Linked DNA regions of Zea mays: region 2 is linked to region 1. Evidence: chromatin contacts called from public Hi-C data. All regions are on one chromosome and are shown on one strand. The core of a region is the stretch at or near the end of the contact, and the rest is flanking DNA. Distances in the headings are between cores, read along the strand shown. Region 1 holds the start of LOC100502392. Region 2 holds the start of LOC100277201.

Region 1 (2,850 bases), core at 109-2,608:
AGAGGCGAAAACGGAAACGGTAATTTTTGGATATCGAGAATCATTTTCGAAGTTTTACCGAAATTTAGGTCTAAACAAAAACGAAAACGGTTACCGAAAATACGGAAACAAAATCAATAGAAAGAACCGGAAGCGGAAACGGTTTGGTACTCTTCCGACCGTTTCCGAATTTACCGTTTTTATTCGGTATTTTACCGTCGGTAATAAATTCGGTACTTTTTTCGAGAAAATTATTAAATCTGGACTGACCTTTATAAATTCAAAATAAATTCATCTTAGCTTAGAAAAATATGAAACTAATTTTATTATTTTCCTAAAATCAAGATCTATCTAATGGTATATAGTTTAGAATCGTTTGAAACTTTTATAAATCTTATTTATGTTTTCTTACCTGTTATTACTCTTGATACATATATTCATGATTTACACGAGAACTTAAGAAGGACCAATAGGACACTAATTATATTGACTATGCCAAGTAGTAGGAGTACAAATAGAATGTAAGTGTCATATCATTATATACATCTTGATTCTACTTTACTTAAATATATAATAATGATTTTATTATAGTATACTTCTTACCTTATATATTTAATGTGACCTCCTATCTTATATATTATTACCAATTTTATATGAATGTATGACTTGCGTGAATTTTTGAAGTTAATTGAGGGTACATGTTACCGTTTTTACCGATCGAGTTTTAGATTCCAATCGTAACCAATGTAATTTTTGTACCAAACTTTCATTTTCGATGTTTTCGAAGTACCGATGTTGTTTTCGTTTCCGGAGTTACCGTTTTTTTATCTCGTTTCCGTGGAAAAATATGAAACCGAAAATGGTTTTAGTGTTTACCGATCGTTTCCGACAGTTTTCACCCCTAGCGTGCTTAGAGATAGAGAGAATCAGCATTGTTTGCTTGAATTTAATTCGTACCGGCTTCTATTCAGTGTTTTTGTCTCTAAATTACAAGTGGAGCACGGTAAACAACAGGCTTTAATCTGAACCGGACATACATCCTCGTCTCGAGGAAATAATACGAGTACGACGTCGTATAAAGTAGTTGCAGTACACTAGTTCTACTACCCACGTTGGTAGGCGAGAAAGAGAGAGAAAGTGTTTGAGTATATTTTATATAAATAAACGGGGCGTTTTGGGAGCGTGCAGTGCAGTGCAGGATCGTTGGCGGCGTAGCAGGCCCTCCTCCGTCTGCTGTCGCTTTCTCCCCCGGCCCCTTCATCACTCACCTCACCACACAAAGCTACCTCACTTGAGCTCCTCTCCTACTACCTTTCTCTCCCTCCTCCCTCTCCCCTTCCTTTCTTCCCCTCCTCACGCGCAGACACGCCAAAATTCTAGGGAACGACCCCCACTACCCCTGCACGCCACCTTAGATCGGTCGACACATAGCTAGCTACCCGCTAGCTGCTGCCGCGCGGCCGGGCCGCGCGCGAGAGCGCTCAAAATTCGCGCGTCGCGCGCCCGCCACGCGGCGCGGTCATGCTGCGGCTGCGGGGAGAAGCGCGGTAGCCGAGCACGGGCGATCCGGCGCTGCCCGCCTATGGATCTGGCCGCATGGCGGGCTTCCCTCTAGGCGGAGGAGGCCACGGCCGCGGCGACCACCACCACCACCACCACCCTCACGTGAACCCTTCCTCCGCCTCCGGCTCCGACTCCGCCACCGCCGCCGCCTACCTCTACACGGCCGCCGCGCCGCGCGGCGGGTTCCAGCTATGGCCGCACCACCCGGCGGAGGAGCACCACCACCACTTCTACGCGCCCAACATCATCCGCTTCGCCGATGACCCCTTCGCGGGCTCCTCGCGCGGCGGCAGGGGTTCAGACGCCTTCGTCGCCGCCGGCGCGGGAACCATCAGCTGCCAGGACTGCGGCAACCAGGCCAAGAAGGACTGCGTCCACATGCGCTGCCGCACCTGCTGCAAGACCCGGGGCTTCGACTGCCCAACCCATGTCAAGTCCACCTGGGTGCCCGCAGCCAAGCGCCGGGAGCGCCAGCAGCAGGTCACCGAGCCCTCCAAGCGCCACCGCGACGCCACCGTCGGTGCTCAGCCCTCCTCTACCACCGCCACTACCACTTCCTCGGGTACGTATTTTATTCCTAGCTACCAGCGTGCAGTGCTGCACTGCACGTCCTGCTCATCTTCACTAGCTAACAAGCAAGCAATTCACCACCACCGTACCTAATACTCGATGGAGACCATGCATGTGCTTGATCGATCGAGCAGGGGAGCAGCAACAGATGGCGGTGGCGGCGGAGCGGTTCCCGCGGGAGGTGAGCTCGGAGGCGCTGTTCCGCTGCGTCCGCCTGGGCCCGGTCGACGAGCCTGGCGCCGAGGTGGCGTACCAGACCAGCGTCAACATCGCCGGCCACGTCTTCAAGGGCATCCTGCACGACGTCGGCCCGGACCCATCATCGTCGGTCGCTGCGGGCGGCGGCGGCTTCCGCCACGCCACTGACGGGTCCTCCCCGGGCACGGCGGGCGAAGGCAGCGTCGCGGGGGCGGGGCCCGTCTCGTCATCGGCTGTGGTCATGGACCCGTACCCGACGCCGACGACGCCCGGACCGTACGGCGGCTCGCATTTCTTCCACGGCCATCCGAGGTGATCAAACGGCCACCACGATTGACACGGCTAGCCTAGCTAGCTGGTGCTGGTTTCGTTCCTTTTGGGCATGCCATGGCCATGCATCCTTCAATATTTCGCTTTATTAGAAGAAGGATTATCGATCATCACCAAATTGTTACCACCAGTAGCTTTTATTTCTTTCCTTCTCTCGTTCATCCTCCATGATCGATGCATAAACTGACAAGCACCGGCGCGGCCGTTCGT
Region 2 (2,850 bases), core at 218-2,717, 250 kb after region 1:
AGTGGAAAAGGCTGCAGAACAAGTAATAGGATGCAAAATGTGCATAACTAACGATCCTAACATATATTAGTCAGTGCTTCTGCATATAGAAAGAAAGACTGGATAACACTTACCCCACTGCGAACCTTCTTTAGAAACTTTCTTCCCCCATCACGAAGCTTCCCATTTGCTGAAAATAGACGATTCCAGTGTTGACAAGTAAGCGCCCGTTTCCTTTTTCTTCGAGACCACGGAGATTTAATTCCACCCCTAGAATGAAATGTACTAGAGAAGAAATAATAAGTTGAAGTTAGCTGATGATTCCATGTTCTGCGTTATTGTAACATACCAAAGATACAACTTGACCACAGCTACTGACTTTCATTCTGAAAACAAACAATGAACTGCAATGCTAGCCTTAATAGCTAAGGCGTAGTACTTCATTGGTTACTGCAAATGTATCAATACAACCCAAAATCTAGCATATCAGCAACTACTAGCACAAAAGCTCAAGGTATCAAATTCAAGATTTCAGCAATCAATGCCAAGTTAACGAACCAACATTATGAAATGTCATTCATGACACAGTTTCAGATGACACGGTTTAGAACTCTACCAGGCTACCACTGCCCATAGGCTAAAATGCTCCTATAGTTCTTACAATGAATTGAACAAACATTCCATCTACATTTCACACAAATAGCACTGCAAGTGAGCCAGAACTTTGCGCCTGATACTGCGAGCTGCTGCGCAAGACTTAACTAGATCAAAGCGTAGAGAAGCACCTAGTAACTGGTGCAGAGCACTTGAACAGCAAACAAATTAGCTTTTTTTTAATCTAAGAGACTAAAGCAAATCTTATAAGAATAATAGTACCGAACAAACTACCACTTCCACTGTGCTACCAGAACAGCATAATTTTGGGAATAAGTGCGCGAATCGTTGTTGGGAAATATCAAGTAGCCAACAATTATTCCCCATTTTGAAGCGACCCATGCAGCACGAGGAGAAATCCGGACAGGATAGCCCCACCATTCCATGTTCGGAGACGAAGCAGCCAGCGAGGGCGACGAGGAAGCTGCCACCACTGACGCTGGCGCTGAATCCGAACCCTCCGCGGGCAAATTCGCCGATTCAGACACAGAGGACGTCGCCGGCGAGGCCGGCGAGGTAACGAGAAGCGACCGGCGGTGGATCCACGAATAAGACCGCGGGGAAGACGGCACCCTTGGCGATGGCGCCGAGGAGGTGCTGGATCGCCGCAGGGCCTTCATCGCCCCGCCCCGCATCGCCTCCACCTACCGCTTCTAAACTAGGAAGTCACCGAGCGCCTAGTCCACTCCGACCGCTTCCCGCTTCAGGGCGGAGAGCTTCCCCATCCACGCCGCCGGCGGCCGGTGCGGATGCGGAGCTCTGCGCGTGCGCGTCGACGGGGGATTCTGGTCTCGTTCCCTGGAGAGGAAGGGGGTTAAAAGAGTTGGTGCGGTAGGCATCGGTTACAGCCCGTCGCCTACGCACGCTGCCATGTGGGGGAGGAAGACCTGGAGCGCACGCGTCAGTCTGAGAACATGCGGTGCAGGGTAAACTCTCCCACCACATGACAGCAGTCATTTCTGAAAGAAAGAAATTTGTACAGCAGTCGTTTCTTTCTCTCATGTACTGTTTCCGCAAACAAAATGAAAAACTTATTTTCGAGAAGTGACATGGTGACAACTTCACATTTAAAAATATCAGTATTTTCACTAACTCGATTAACTATGGTTTTTGCACTGTACTGTTAAGGAGTGAATTTTAAAATATAGAGTAGGATAGAAAGTCTGCTGCAAACCTAAACAGCCCTTACTACTTGCTACCATTGATTGAGGAGCTCACATTGAGATAATAGCAGTAGCTTTTAGTCTATTTAAACAAATTTTTTAAAATCATTTATAGCACGCGCACGGATCTATAATATTCTTTCTGCCTCTCCCCTCGCGTAACCAACAGAGAGAGATAATCATGCTTCATGATAAGAATTATCTCGATCTATTCCTTTCACGACTCCCCACCTAACCAACACTAAGAGATAAACATGCTTATGAATAAAACTTATCTTATCAGAGACAAACAACACGCTATAAATTCCTCCCTCCCCCAGCCAGGGAGCAGACCTCCCTTACCGCGTCAGAGACAAAGCACGAGGAAGCGGGCGATCTAGAGGACAGAGGATGTGCGGCTCAAATCCACCTGAGTCGTCGTCGACGACGGCATCAGCGATGTCGGCGCGGGAGTGGAGAGCAGGGCGAGCCCTTGCTACTTTCTCTATCTTATAAAAAAAATACCACCCTCATTTGTTTAAAAAACCAAATATTTTTTTTGACACAATATTAATATTTTTAAAGGACATTATTAGATCAACCATTAAATACATTTTTTTACAATAAATTTCATAAAAACATATATAAATATTGATAACAGTTTCTACAAATGTCGTTAAAGTGAATCGGTACGAATCTTATAGCGACTCTTTTTATGAGACTGAGAAAGTATGATGGATATATATATTCCCCTGTTTATGAGCTTTACCATTTTGTGTTTCATGTGAATCTGTCTTGATACTACGTTCAAAAAAAAATCTGTCTTGATACTGATAAAGCAAGATTCCGTTTGGCATCTGTCGATATCTTTTGCTGCTGTTATTACGAGTTGGTCGTAGGATAGAGATGGCGAGTGTTTGTATTGTATCTTTCACCGCACACACGGGTTACTCGCGCGTGCGGCGTGGGTAGATGGGATCAGTGCATGAGGTCAACTGAAGACATATCATCCGCACACTTGGTCATTGTATAGGGAAAAATATATACATCTTCAACGACACGACCGGAGACTTCA

The links. A called contact is a pair of places that touch in the nucleus more often than the background predicts.
Region 2: a Hi-C map of ear shows a contact between it and region 1, with 2.3 times the contacts expected there. The contact joins the promoter of LOC100277201 here to the promoter of LOC100502392 in region 1. A contact is called at or near these places in 3 of 25 Hi-C or Micro-C datasets (bundle sheath, ear and leaf).

The regions. Positions count from the first base shown.
Region 1 is chr1:212,019,081-212,021,930 of Zm-B73-REFERENCE-NAM-5.0, forward strand. It overlaps LOC100502392, which reads left to right and starts at 1,359. Exons shown (of 2, transcript NM_001196870.1): 1 at 1,359-2,104; 2 at 2,247-2,752. The coding sequence starts at 1,576. The coding sequence ends at 2,626.
Region 2 is chr1:212,264,306-212,267,155 of Zm-B73-REFERENCE-NAM-5.0, forward strand. It overlaps LOC100277201, which reads right to left and starts at 1,468. Exons shown (of 5, transcript NM_001350256.1): 1 at 1,012-1,468; 2 at 114-264. The coding sequence starts at 1,268.